Regions from separate parts of the Callithrix jacchus genome. Here region 2 is linked to region 1. A link is a contact called in public Hi-C data. All regions are on one chromosome and are shown on one strand. The core of a region is the stretch at or near the end of the contact, and the rest is flanking DNA. Distances in the headings are between cores, read along the strand shown. Region 1 holds the start of CYSTM1 (cysteine rich transmembrane module containing 1). Region 2 holds the start of HBEGF (heparin binding EGF like growth factor).

Evidence for each region. A called contact is a pair of places that touch in the nucleus more often than the background predicts.
Region 2: a contact with region 1 is called in a Hi-C map of skeletal muscle, with 2.3 times the contacts expected there. The contact joins the promoter of HBEGF here to the promoter of CYSTM1 in region 1. A contact is called at or near these places in 2 of 3 Hi-C or Micro-C datasets (both in skeletal muscle).

The regions. Positions count from the first base shown.
Region 1 is chr2:38,540,171-38,547,718 of calJac240_pri, reverse strand. CYSTM1 (cysteine rich transmembrane module containing 1) reads right to left here and starts at 2,791. Exons shown (of 3, transcript XM_035286016.3): 1 at 2,747-2,791.
Region 2 is chr2:38,717,766-38,725,313 of calJac240_pri, reverse strand. It overlaps HBEGF (heparin binding EGF like growth factor), which reads left to right and starts at 3,405. Exons shown (of 6, transcript XM_002806593.5): 1 at 3,405-3,725; 2 at 3,924-4,097; 3 at 7,184-7,361. The coding sequence starts at 3,680.

The DNA of each region.
Region 1 (7,548 bases), core at 1,542-4,041:
TATAAGCCTGTCATTAATTCTCAGTACCTCTGTGAGGAGGTACTAACCTGCATTCAAGGTCAAAGAATGTTTCCGTGCCAAGAAAGGAGTGCCCTGCTCAAGGCCTTAGGTGACAAAAGGTGAGTTCAAAACACTCCTGCCCATACCCCAGCCCTGCCTTTCAGCTCAGTCCAGTTCCCCTTAAGAGCATTTCTGTTAAAGGCCAGCCCTGTTGTTTATTATAGTTTGTATTTAGGGAAACACACTAACATTTTTCTTCCTGACAGTAAAGTCTGAAGTTCTCTACCAATGGGAAAACTTGTGGGGGGTGGCAGGGGTGAATGAAAGCTGAAAATTTCCAAAAACTTTTGGCCTACTTAACTGCCCTGACAGCACATAGTTATTTTGTTTGGGAAAGGAGGGGGTGGACTGTTCTTTCCAAGGGAAGTATAATTAGTTGTTTCAAATATTATCAAAGAAATTTAGAAAATAGTTACTTTTCAAATTTTTTAATGTGGCCAAGACATCTGATTCCAGCAATTCTTAATATTAACAGGCTCCCAAAAAGCCCCTTAAAAATCACTATCATAATCTCTACCACTCAACAGGCACACGCGGGGGGGGGGGGGGGGGGGGGGGAGGGGGCGGGGGGAACTACTCTGGTCTTTTGCACACTTCGGGGCTTCTTTTACAGTGAATGACTTCACTGACCTGACTGGAAATCCCGTTTCTCTAGGTCTCACCCTGGATTTGCCCTCCTTTGACTGCTGCACTGCTTTCTATATTTATGCACAAATCAGCTACGGCCACCTTCCTTAGCAATTCCCAAACCTGCCTTTTACTGTACGGGATCCCTGGAGGCCCAATTCTGCTTTCTGGAGTCAAAGAAATACAAAATAAATTTCACTACCTCCCAGAAAACAGATGTTGGTAAGTTTCAATATAAAATAGACAGCTCTTGAACCCAGGAGATGAAGGTTGCAGTGAGCCGAGATCTCGACACTGCATTCCACCCTGGGTGACAGAGCGACACTCTGTTTCAAAAACAAATAAATGGACAGCTGTGTATTTTTTGGTCACAGCATCAATAAATTTCAGGGCCAGGAAATATCATAAATCACCAAGGCATTCCTCTTCATATAACCAAAATACTTTTTTCCTGTTGCTCAGGAAATTAAGACAAAATGGCCAACTAACACTTATGCAGCCTTACACTGAGAAACTCATAGAAGCTGGTAGGAAAGGGCTAGAGATCTTTGATCTACTGTTAACAAAGAGTATGGGACTCTTTTCAGCTCACCCAGTGCCCCGTATGGATGTTTTTGGGTGCTGATTCTCCTTTAATAACTTCCCCCTATTAAATCTCCTACCAGTCATTTGAGGTTTGGATTTCACCCTAGGGATAAGAGGTGTTTGTAAGACACTCTGAAACCTCTGAAGGGCAAAGGGCAAAGGGACCTACAACCCTCCTGAATACTGAGGGAAGCATAGCTTTCAACAAGTTATTAAATCCAATCAAATGAGATACTCGAAAATGAGCTGCTCTTGGGTGAGTCCTTTCATAAGAAGGAATTTTTCAAAAATCTGCTAACATAATTACTCCACAAAGTTTACATGTATCATATTGCATAAATCTATAAATATGCATAATTTTTGTTAATTAAAATTTTAAAAATCTGCCAACAATGGCTGGAGAAAGCACCCGGCTGCCTGAGCCCCTACCCTTGTCGGTTACAAGTATTTCATAAGCAGGGTTCGAGGAATCCCATCAGAGAAGAGTGTCCTCACCTCTTTGCCGGAATGTCATACGAAGTTCCTCCTCACCTCTTTGCCGGAATGTCACACCAACTTCCTCAGTGTTCCTCCTACCCCAATCTAGTCAACGTTTCAATGGCTCACCACAGCACACAGTGCCTCTCAGCTGGGCACTCAAGAGTTCTTTCCTAACCTTCCCTAACCTAATTATCAAAAACTTTTCCCCCAAAACGGCCCAGCACATGGTCCAGTCAGTCCCCAAATCGTTTTTCCTCACGGTCTCCTTCCCCAGGGGGCGTCCCCTCCTTCTCTCCCCTTGCAACCCCCGCCGCTACCAGGAGATTAGTCTCCACCCGTCAGGACCCCGCTCAGATTTCACTTCCTCCAACAGGTCCGCTCAGATCCCAATCCTCCGCTCTCAACAGCAGCCAGGATTCCTTTCCCCTGCAAACAACGCCTTCTCTGAACACCCCGGCCGCCGAACGCCGGCTTTGCGTTCCCTAGTTACTTCCAGTCACCCCCGCCCCACTCCCACTCGCGGGGCTTGCGACCAGCCCTCTGCCTCCGGGTGGCCCAGCTCGGAACCCGCAGAGCAGCGCCTCAGAAATCGCAGCCCAGGGCGAGGAAATCCAGAAGCCTCCCGCGGACGTCCCCCGGGACAGGGTGTGGCGGGCCCGGCTCCGAGCCCGCTGACTCCTTGTGAGGAGAGAACCGCAGCGACGCGGAGCCCCTGTGAGTCCACCGCCCGGACGCGCGGCGCAGCGACCCGGAGCCCCAGAGTAGCCGCGGGGTGCCGGGAGGAGTCCAGCCAGCGGCAGCCGTTTCCGTGCCTCCCTACCCCTCCTCAGGGGCTGCGCGAGCCCCTGCCTGAGCCTGGTCCGCCCGAGTGACCGCCAGTTCTCTGGGCGCTCTCTGGGGAGCTCCGGGGCGCACACATCCCGGGACGCGCCCTGTCCGCCCCTGTTCCCGCTCCTGGTCCCAGCTGGGCCGGGTCAGGTCCGCCGCGTCTCACCTCTCCTCTCCACGAACCGACTGGATAACGGTCGGGTCTGGGTCTGAGGAGCCCGGACCAGACCGCACCTGTCTCGGAGCGATTGAGGCGCTGCCTCGCGCCTGACGTCACGGCAGCCCCAAGCGCAACGAACTGGGAGTCACCTGATCACCCTGGCAACGCGCGCGGGGCGGGGCGAGGCGAGGCGAGGCGGGCGTCACAGCACGAGCCCCGCCCCCAGCCGCTCCGCCTCTAAGCGCCGCCGGAAGCTCGCTGCGGCAGTCTACGTTGCTGGACGCGAGGTAGGCGTCTGGCTTTCCTACGCGGGCCTCCCAGCTGCGATGGTTACTTGGGACTCTCACAGGCGTTCCCCTTGGTTGGATCGGTTCTCCAAGACTCCATCCGATGCCCCCACGCCGCTAGTGCAGGTGCCTGCGAGGCAGGACCAGCGTCCATACGGGACTCTGCCCAGTACGTGTCAAGAGGGGTTAGCTACGGGCTGCTGCCTCCTCGTATCGTGTTGATCCAGACCCAGCTAGGTTTGAGGCTTACTTCCCGAACTGTACCTGAGAGGACTGAGGCTGAGGCTGATAACTGGATTGCTCTGTGGCAACTTTTCCCCATAAACCTTGCAACAAGTAGTCCGGCCAGTACTTTAGAGTGTAATAAGACTTCATTTACATCAGGAGGGGGAAAGGGGACAGAACCTTCTGTCCTGAAGAACCTTCTTCTATTCCAACAGAAAGAGAAGTCACCGAAAAGCTCCCAGAGCAAGGCCTAGAACAAGCTTGCAAGTCCTACTTGCCAACAAATTTTTATTTTTCATATTACAAATTGATTTTCTCTCCAGATTCCTTCCCCTTGCTTGCTATTAGGTTGGTGGAAAAGTAATTGTGGTTTTTGAAATTATTGTTATTATTATTATTTTGAGACGGAGTTTCGCTCTTGTTACCCAGGCTGGCGTGCGATCTCGGCTCACCGCAACCTCTGCCTCAGCCTCCTGAGTAGCTGGGATTACAGGCACGCGCCACCATGCCCAAGCTAATTTTTTGTATTTTTAGTAGAGACGGGGTTTCACCACGTTGACCCCCCCTCGTGATGATTTCGATCTCTTGACCTCGTGATCCACCCGCCTCGGCCTCCCAAAGTGCTGGGATTACAAGCGTGAGCCACCGGGTTTTTGCAATTTTTTTAAAAGGCAAAAACAGCAATTACTTTTGCACCACGCTAATATAATGATATGCTTACACCTTTGTGACTTTCTAGTCTTCTCACATGGACTATCCACTTTGAAATTAAAATTTAACATCACCTGGAGGTCTCAGTGTTAGAGTCACTGCCTATTTTATACCTTTACTACTTGCTGACTTTCATTTTAGTTTTACTCTCCTCATCCCTGCACTGTTAAGAAGGTTTCATATGTATTGCAACCTTCCCTCTCAGAGTGTAGGATCTTAGACCAAGAAGTTAATTGATAATCAATTTATTGTGAGCATCTTTTAGTGTCAGGCAATGGGCCATGGGCAGATTGATTGAGATGCGGTCCTTGAAAATGAAACGTGTATGAGTGGTACGTCTCACATTCAAGTATAACTTGTACTGTTTATTATGACTTAATCATAGTATTTAAGTGGTACTTTTAAATTTTTATACTTAGAAAAAAATGAAACATATAAATGGGAAAGACCACTGTGAAAGGTAGAGAAGAATCATGGCTCTAGATAGAGCTGTACTAACAGGAGAGAAGAGATTGAAAATGTGAGCCCAGGTCCCAAGGAGCAAAGAAACATGGTCAGGAGGTTGGTGGGAACAGGACAGAGGCAGCCAGGCCTGAGGTGTTTGGCAGATCTGAGGAGGGCAGGGCTAGAGGGTGAGGGGAGTTGGGCCGGAATGAGGCTTGATGGATTCAATGGAGGGGGAAAGTGCTGGGAAGGGAGGAAGGATTGGAAAGAAAGGAGAAGTAGGCAGTGGTTTGGGAAGGGGTTGCTGAAAGGGAGGGTAGGGTAAATAGAGAACCAGGAAAGGGTGCTAAGAGCATTAAGAGAAGGGAGGCTGAGTGGCTACAAAAGGGAGAACTGATGGGGAGGAAGAAGCAGGTGAGAGACTCTCGGACAGCAAACATCTCAGAACCAGGCAGTAGGTGGTGTCCTTCAGAGGCTGTTAGAGAAGAGTAGCATTGTTTGTTCGCCTCTGAAGAGTGAAGGTCATCCATGCACATCCCATACTATCTTTGGACCATCTGAGGGCAAGAGCCACCCTTTGCAGAGCACTAATGCAGAGGGAAGAGCAGAAGGAGGCACGTCCACAACTATACCTTGATAGGACTCATCAAGACAGTCAGGCTTTTTGGCTGGACAGTTTTTCAGGCCCATGGAACATGGCTCTGTGCCTCTAATCTGGGCAGGGCAAGGTGAGGATGGAGTGGAAGGCAAGGGTAATTCCCTTAGAAGGGAGGCAAGCTTCTTATGGCAGCTGGGACATATGGAGGCTGTGGTGAGGGAGAAAAGATACTAGGACACATTCTCAGTAAGGTCCCTGGCCACTCCCCTTTTACTGAGTTGGTAGGGTCACAGCATAACCATTGAAGGAAAAATAGAACATTCCTCACCCCCACCCCGACATCCATGCTGAGGAAAGTGTTATCATGTGAGTAAAAACTCAAGGAGTATTGTGGGCAGCATCCAAGAACAGAGATGTGGCCAGGGAATGCATCTCACATGGCTCTTTTCTAGGATTTTGACCTCGGGTCCCAGGACTAAGCCCCAAGCCAGTTATAGAAGTTGCTGGAGTTTCATCAAGTGTCTTCACAATAGCAGCGTGGGTTTCCATTCCTGGAAATAAAAGAAAAATGTCAGGGTACAAGGCCCTGACCAAGCATATTTGCTGTGAAAGTCCACTAGTCACAGAAGTTGCAATCAATTTTCAATATTTGTTCATCCAGAAGAACCATCCAAGGATTGTGGAGGCAGCATGGTGCAGTGGTTGGGAGCCTGTGTTTGAGATTTATCCATTTTGTGAACTTGGCCACATTACTCACCTTCTTTGGGCCTCCGCCTTATCTGTAAAATAGGGATAATACCTACTTCACAAAACTATCATAAACTTTAGGTGAATTCCAGGGCAAAGAAACAGAACCCAAACTCATAATATTTTTTAAACAGCAATTTTTTAAACCATTGTATTTTTATTGGATCACATTTGTTCTCTGAACAATTGGATGAAAGAATGTTTCTTGAATGCCTAATGTACACTTAACACTGATGGATACAGAAGGAGCATGTACCCAGGCTTGGTCAGGCATCTGAAATCTGATAGGAAGATGAGACAATGTGAGACCTTGCCAGGCTGCTGTGAAATTGAATGGTAAACTATATCATGTCCTTCCATGCCCTCAGTGTTCATGAAAAGAGGGGCCATGCCAGCTGCATTAACTAAGGTCGGATGCAAGAAAGGAAGGGTCTGGAGCAGAGCCTTGAAAGACAGGCAGGATTGGCCAGGCGCAGTGGCTCACACCTTTAATCCCAGCACTTTGGGAGGCCAAGGCAGGTGCGTCACTTGAGGCCAGGCATTCAAGACCAGTCTGGCCAACAGGGCAAAAACCCATCTTTACTAAAAATACAAAAATTAGCTGGGCATTGTGGTGCATGCCTGTAATTCCAGCTGCTCAGGAGGCTGAGGCAGGAGAACTGCTTGAACCCAGGAGGCAGAGGTTGCAGTGAGCCAAGATTGCACCACTTCACTCCAACCTAAGGTGTTTGGCAGATCTGAGGAGGGCAGGGATAGAGGGTCAGACTCTGTCTCAGGAAAAAAAAAAAAAAAAAGCAAAAAGATAGGCGGGATTTGGAGAGGTGGTAGGTGAAGAGAGCATTCTGGGTCAGGGCAGTGATCTGAGCACCTGGGGCAGGGGCTCGGTAAATATGTAGCAGCTGGATGAATGAATAAATGAATGAGCAAAGATAATAATGAAATTATCAGCATAGTGTAAGATCAGCCTGATGGATGCTTTGTTGAATGAATGAATGCATGATTAAACAAAAAAGCAAAGACAATGAAATTAGAGAATGGTGGACATAGCCATAAGACCAGCCTGACTGAACTGTGGAAACTGGGGAGTTGTGGAAAATAAGGTAGAGATGGAGCAGACAGTGGAAGAGCTTTTGAGACAGTAGAATCTTCTTGGAGGAGCATGGAGTCTGGATGCAGAGAGAGCATTTGGACTCTATCACAACATATTGACCATGTGACTTTGAGTGAGTTACTTAATCTCGCTGTGCATTAGTTTCCTTATCCAAAAAATATAGGAATAAATTGATATCTGCTTTATAGTGTCATTTTGAAGATGAACTAAGAAACCTATGAAATGTAAGCATGGTGCCTGGCACAATTTAAGTACCTTAAGCTGTTAGCTTTTATTATTATTATTAGTTTTATTAAGGACTGAGCAGATGGGAATAGATTCAATATGAAAACTTAGGGAACCACTGAAGTTTCTTGAAGTGGGAAATGAGAATGGAATGCAGTGTTTGGGAAGAATCACTTGGCAGCAGTATTCAGGCTGGGTCAGAAGGCAATGGTACAGCCCCAAAGTGTGAAGAAGGGCTGATCAGGGACTAGAAGGAACCCCTCCTAAAAATGAGAAAGCCTGTCCACTTGCTGGTACACGTCTGAAAGTGGGAGCCTGGCATCCACAGGCCCTCAGTAATCCTATTGAATGAAAATCTGCACCAATTGAACAATATAATTTTGGAGCTCACAGGTTCAATGGCAAATACTATCAGAATTCTCCCTCAGCCAAGTATAGAGAGTTTTAAAGCACTGGAGAG
Region 2 (7,548 bases), core at 2,156-4,655, 180 kb before region 1:
TTTTCAGATGTTTGGAGTGTTATCCTGATTAATCATGTACACCAGTGCTTCTGAATGTGGCTGAGGTCAGAATTATCAGCCTGAAGTACACATATTCAGGCCCCACCCCAGGAGATTTTTATTTAGGAGGACTAGGGTAAAGCCGAGGGATCTTTATTTTTAATAAATTCCCATGGCTGGGCACTATGGCACATGCCTATAAGCCCAGCACTCTGGGAGGCCGAGGCAGGAGGATCACTTGAGCCCAGGAGTTCAAGGCTGCAGTGAGTTAAGATCGCATCACTACTCTCCAGCCTTGGCAACAGAGTGAGACCCTGTCTCAAAAAAGGTAATAATAATAATAATTTCCAGGTTTGGGGGAACCAATCTAGTAGTATAGACATCTCAAGCACCATGGAGAAGGAAATCTGATTGGTTCTCTTCAAGTCTCCTTCTCTCCTTTCTTGTCCCCATTAACACCCTTTTCTTCCAGGTCCTCCACACTGGTGAGCAAGTGCTGTCTCCAGATCAAGAACTCTGGCCCTAGCAATGAGTCAGCAGCACTCGGAGTCCCATGGAGCCTGCCTTTCCAGAGGCCCAGGAACCCGACCTGGGCTGGGAAGCAGGATGCCAGGGTTTCTGCTCTGCACTTGTCCCCTTCTGACTCACTGGTGGCCCAGGGCTAATCAGTCTCCAAGCCTCAGTTTGCTCATGGTCAATAGACAGTCAATAAAAGCAGGCTTATCCATCTGAACTCTGCTTTCTTAGGACTGTGTTCCTGGCACTTGACAACCTGACATCAAGAGAGCAGGTGGGGGAGACCTGAGCAGGAGGAGGGGGCGATACGGAGGAATCCTACATGACAGTGCTTGCTCATTGACACCTCATTAGATTCTTGCAATAATGGGGAATAAAATCTAGTGTCTATAACATCCTCTTTTATCTGTTGCTAGCCTTTGTTCCAATATCATCCCACATCTCTTCTTTCTCGGCCTTCTTGCTGTTCCTTGAATGCTCCAAGCTTTTTTCCACTTCAGAGTCTTTGCACTATTTGCATGGCTTGGAATGCTTTTGTCATGGACAATCCCAAGTCTGGTTTCTTCTTCTCATCCAGGTCTCAACTTACATGTCACCTGCTCAGAGAAGGCTTTGCTAATCAGTCATCGAATCTAAAGTGTCATCCTGGGCACTGGAACATATCATCCTACAGCACATCATCAAGTATTTTAACGTTCATCTTAGCAGTTATCACTATAGGATATGTTTTTCCTTGTTTATTTTCTTAATGTGCTGTCTGTCTACTATAGAATATAAGTTCTGTGAAAGCAGGTCCTGGGCTGTCTTATTTATTTTATGTCTCCAGTGCGCCCCCCCCAAATATTCAGTTAATGTTGGTGGAATAACTTAGTTAATGAGGTTGCCTCAGCATGAATTGTGATTCCATTTCTTTACTCAGAGACATCCAAGGTTCTGAGAGGGGAAGTGACTGTCCCAAATTCAATTCAAGCTTTTTATCTTTTTTTCTTTTCAGGCCCTTCCCATAAAACCTGACACACAAACCTAGCTGGGGTGAGGCTCCAGGTGTGATGAAAGTTTGGAGTTGCCCCATGAATGGGTCTGAGGCTGATGTGGGGGTGAGAAGGCGGAAGGACAGAGCATTCAAAGGGAGACAGGCAGGCTGGGACAGGAGAGCAGGGTGTGAATCTGGCGAGGGTGGGGGAAAGGGGGTGATTTGACCATGTGTCAGGAAGTGTTTCTCTCCACCCTTCCCTGGGGAGAGCCTTGACCCCAAAGTGGCTTTGTTTTGGGGAAGTAGGTATCTAGGCAGCTGCTGAGGGAGGGCAAAGGCATGGCCTGGGCGGTGACCATGCACTGAGGTCCTAGGCCCGATACTGATCACCCAAAAGGATAATCTAACAGTGGCTCTTAGCCAAATAGGTGACAGGTGAGCTTCCATCTGAAACCAGCCCAGCTATACCATGGAGCCTCAGACCTGGCCTGGGGGAAGGTAAGGGATCTGGGGAAGGGAGAGAAAAGAGGCCTCTAAGGAAATAGAATGGTCAAGTGCCTAGTGATTATTATTAACAGCAACAATAATAATGGGTCACATTTACTGAGAGCTTATACCGTGCCTGGCACTATGCTACTTTTATGTGTTCCCACATTCATTTCTCAAAAAGCTTCCAACGAAGTAGTTATTATTTTTTTCCATTTGAGAGATGTCAAAACTGAGGCTCAGTGAAATTTTCTTGTCCAAGGTCACACAGTAAATAGCAAAGGCAGGATTCAAACTCAGATCTGTAGGATTCCAGTGCACTATGGAAACCTAGGCCTGGGTTGCTGGGGGCAAGTTAAGAGGGCAGGGCCAGATTGACCCCTGCAAAGGTGGGGATAGGGACAGTGGGATAGACTGCGTATAAATAGCAGGCCTGTTTTTATCCCTACACACAGGCAGAATCAGGCAAGAGCTCTATCTGGCACAATTTGAGGGCTCTGAAAGCCAACCCAGCCCTGTGTCAAACAAGTCTCTCCCCAGCACGTCCCTGGAAACTGAAATACCTACTGAGAGACTCATTTCTTTGGATCAGGATAGTGACTCCAGAAGACCCCTGTAAAAGCACAGGGGTTGAAAGAGAAACACTCCGTGCCTGTGAAACAGCAATCTAGGGTAGCCAGCTGGGTCCTATGGGAGGGAGGCTCATTGTTTATGTTGAGGAAAAAGGTGGCAGTCAAAGGCAAGGAAAAGAATAAGGCTTGTTTCACAACCTGTGTCTCTCCAATCTCAGAAGCCTGGGAATTATAATCCATACTTCAAAAATCCTAATGTCCCTGGGGGAAAGATGGGAGGACGCCACTCCAGGCTCTGGGAGAGTACTAACTTCCTTTGCTTTTGCTGGATTGATACCAAGTGCCTGCAACTTCAACTCTGGTTATCTCGGGTTCATGATACAGCTGGCATTCATGCGTCTAAATCTTACATGATAAATGAATTAATTATTATTTGATGCTTGCTATGTTGATAGGCCAAAAGGTGGGCTTCTAAAACTTAGAGGGTGACAGGGATGGAGACCCTTGGTAGAGAGCTGAGACGACCCAAGATGCCAGGCCCCAGACAGGACTCAGCTCGCAGTCACAAGGCTGCAGCGCGACAGGCGTTTGGGGAAAGGTAGGAACCGCTCCCCGCCACCTGCCAGTCAGCAGCCTTACCCACAGTCAGGCCGCGGCTGCCTCGGCCTGGTCCCAAAAAATGTGAGCGCCGCCCCCTCCTCCCGCCCGGTCCGCCGCCGTGGCGGGGTCGGGGGCTGCGCTGCAGGCGCCGCGAGCCTGGCGAGCTTCCCAGCACGGGAGGAGGGAGGGGGCGGCGCCGGGCAGGGCGGGGCTTCGGCGCCTCCCGGAGCCTTATTCCCGGCCGCGCGCCGGGCAGCGCTCATTTCGCCGAAGGAACTACGGTGTCCAAGCTTCTGGCTGGCCTGACCTAGGCGCGCGGGGTCTGGCGAACGCGGCGGGCGGAGTGAGCAAGACAGACACTAAACGAGAGCGAGCTGCGCGCGGGTCGCGGCCAGGCTTGCACGCAGAGGCGGGCGGCGAACGGTGCCCAGAGGAATCTCCTGAGCTCCGCCGCCCAGCTCCGGTGCCAGCGCCCAGTGGCCGCCGCCTCCAAAGTGATTGGTGCCTCGCCGCCTCCACTCGGTGCGGGACCATGAAGCTGCCGCCGTCGGTGGTGCTGAAGCTCTTTCTGGCTGCAGGTAAGAGGACTGCTGACGCCCCCGGAGATCGGGGGGATGGGGGCGCTGTGCTGGGGGCACCGGGGAAGGTCGCCGCAGCGCCCCCGGCACGGGCCACTTGGTGGGGCCCTTGCGCTCTGGCGGAGGGGCGTGGGCATCGATGCGTGTTAGTCGGGGGTCTGGGCGGGTGTCTGATGCGGCCTGGCCCCTCGCCTGCAGTTCTCTCGGCGCTGGTGACTGGCGATAGCCTGGAGCGGCTTCGGAGAGGGCTAGCTGCTGGAACCAGCAACCCGGACCCTCCCACTGGATCCACGGACCAGCTGCTGCCCCTAGGAGGCGGCCGGGACTGGAAAGTCCGTGACTTGCAAGAGGCAGATCTGGACCTTTTGAGAGGTGGGTGTGGAGGCCGTCCATCCTCGGACCCTGGTGGGCTCTTGAAAAATAAACAGATCCAAGATTCTTGCTGTTTGGCCAATACTGTGGGTTGGGGATATTCATGGAGAACCTTGGGGAAAAGCTGATGGGCCTGACGGACACTGGGGGATCCTGGAATATAGGTCCCACTCTCTGTCTTGCCATTGGCCTGGCCTGCTAGATTGCTGCCCTTCTGGGTACTTTGGGGCAAATTGAAAAAGGCAAGTTGTCTTGAGTTTGTTACATTCTTCTTAGGTAAGCTGGGAGATAGGAACAAGGAATGGTTGAGATGCTTTCCCTAGAGTTACTATGTAAAAATGGGTGCCAATTCTAATTCCCTCATCAAAATGACTATTATGTATAAAATAGAGGTAACCGATGAGGAGATGCCCAGGCACATCTATAGAAAATGTGCAATGTTAGCCTCCTCCATCCACCTGTCACCAGATTGGGGAAACAGAAGGGAATGAGAAGCTCTTGGCTGCCGTAGGTGAGGCGGTGAATGGTGAGCACTGGGCCTCTAGGGGGCTGTGTTAAAGTGCTGGGTATCTATGAATGCTACGGGAAACTTGAAGGCTTCCTGAGCACCTTGCATTCCTGAGGAGACTGCAAATGGGAGAGCTGTGTAAGATCCTCCAACCAGCCTCTTTGGCTGTGGGCAAGTACAGGCACAGGGCAGAGTCCAGAGCCTGCCAGCTTTCCTGCCTCCAGACCTGAAGAGATTCTCCAGGGTAGAGCAGGGACTCTGAATGACTATATTTGGTTGGACAGATGCCCACCTGTTCTAGCTCCTCCTGCTCCTCAGCTGCCTTTCTCCCTCCTTCCCAGGAGCTTCCCTTGGGTACTCTCTCTACTTTGTATAAATCAAGCACGTGCTCCAAAACTGAGCCTTGGGCTTCCATGCTTCATCCTCCCCTAGTGGCCCTCTGGGGTTGCCCATGACCTGAACAGCCTGAACTCTTCTGGCCCTCTCCTAGGCTGGGCAGGGCTGGGCTGTGACTCACCCCACCCCCACCCCACACCCACACGACTGCTCCTCATACCTCTGCAGACCTGACTCACTGCTCCTTCTCCACGGCAGGAGCCTGGCTGTCACCCTGCATCTTTTCCCACCCCTTTCTGATTGGCGTGGCCCTCCTGCTTTGCTCTCCTGGAAGCTCTGGTCCCTGGGTTCCTCTGACCACCTGCATCACCTTCTGAGCTCTGAGGTGGCCTGGGACTGGATGAGAGGAAATAAGGGACTGTGGGGTTGCTGGCATCTACTTCTCTAACCTTCTCTTGGCTCTGCTGGGCAAGGACTATTTTTCAAGTCTGGGGATCCTATCACTTAAAATAAATGACTGCTACCATTTATTAAATGCCTACTGTGTTCTAGGCACTTGATATGTTATCCTGGTTAATTTAACACTTACAGCAACCTTTTGAGATAGTTATTCTTCTATCCACATTTGCCTGAGAACCTGAGGTTCAGAGAGGTTAAGTGACTTGCCCACAGTCATATGGCTGAAATTGGAGCACAGGTCTATGGACTTCAGAGCCCATTCATGCCTGGCTCAGCATCTCAGGTGCTCCAGACTTGAGGGAAGGAGGAGATGGGGTGGTGTGAGGCAGCTTGATGTGATGAGGAAGGACATTGGAATGGAGTCCAGAGACCACAGTTCTAATCCCAATTCTGCGTGACCTTGAGTAAATCACTCTGCCTGCCATGATATTCTTTTTTTTTTTTTTTTTTTGAGACAGTCTCACTCTGTCACCCAGGTTGGAATGCAATGGCACGATCTCAGCTCACTGCAATCTCAGCCTCCCGGGTTCAAGCGATTCCCCTGCCTCAGCCTCCCTAGTAGTTGAGATTACAGGCATGCACCACTATGCCCAGCTAAATTTTTGTATTCTTAGTAGAGATGAGATTTTGCCATGTTGGCCAAGCTGGTCTTGAACTCTTGACCTCAGGTCATCTGCCTGCCTCAGTCTCCCAAAGTGTTAGGATTACAGGCGTGAGCCACCATGCCTGGCGTCATGTTATTCTTTGAAGTCACTTCCAGCTTGAGACTCTAAGTCTCTAGTCTAATGTATCATGCTCACTCTTCTGCTAGACTGATGGCTGTAGCCATGGATGTGGGCACCTTTTTCCTGATGGGGGATAAGAGGGTGGGATTGGGCTGATGGGTATAGTCCATGGTCAGTCCCAGCTGGATGTCTGGGTGAGGTTGTTTTTCCCCCAGTCTGTCTGAAGCATGGAAAGAAGGGGAAGTCATCATTGTTCCAGTTCCTTCTGGACAGTTCCTCACTTTCCATTTTTCTATTCCTTGTACACCCTGTACCCCCCAACCCAGAGAGCTATAAACAGGACATTGTGGGTTAAATATGAGTGGATCTTTGAGAAAGTGGATGAGCTGTAAATGGCATAGAGGTTAAATATTTTGCTTGAAGTTGCAAAAGCAAGGCCCTGACTGGGGCTGGTCTGCTTGCTGTTCCTGAGCCAGGCTCTGCCCTGGGCTCACAGTACTAAGGGATGCTCCGGAGGGGACCACCTGAACACATGAACAGTGTTCTTATTTTAGGAGCTCTTCAACCCCAAAATCTCTAGGTACTTTCTCTAGAAGCAATTTTTGAATGTGACGCTGTTTTTCTGCAAGTGGGTCACTGAGTACAGCATCAGGAAATGAGGCCTATTTAAGGCCAAAATAGAACGAAGTGGGCATGGGGGAGTAGGAGATGGGGGTGTAAGGTGGACAGTGGAATGGAGGTGAGGTTGGTAGAATTGCTCAGTGAGCTGCAGTTACTCAACAAAAGCATTGTAAGAATGAGGCTCTTAGGCTGAGATTATGAATGCCTTCCTTGGGACCCACCCTAGCTTCTACTTCCTACTAAGGTTCCCTCTTTCTGGTGGTTCTGCCCAATCTTCCTGCTCTTCCTTCTGCCTCTTGGGAGGCACTGAGCTAAGGGGACCTCCCAGATCTCTGACTTCAGGTGGGATCAAAGAGTATATACTCCTTTTAAGCACTATGCTGTTCTGATCTTCTTCCCAAAGGATCAGACTTTAACAGCGTGCTTTTCTCCTACAGTCACTTTATCCTCCAAGCCACAAGCACTGGCCACACCAAGCAAGGAGGAGCACGGGAAAAGAAAGAAGAAGAGCAAGGGGTTAGGGAAGAAGAGAGACCCATGTCTTCGGAAATACAAGGACTTCTGCATCCATGGAGAATGCAAATATGTGAAGGAGCTCCGGGCTCCCTCCTGCATGTAAGTGCCCCTTCCCCAGGGCTGAATCTCATCGGCACACTTTGTCAGCCTCGTGGCTGTTCCTTGTTGTCACTGTTCCTTGAATTCATAATTTTACCCAGTTTCTTGTCAACCTCTGGGCGGAAGTTGGGAGGAGGGGAAATATATTTTTAGTCAGCGGAAGCCCCCTCCCCGCTATAGGATGCAA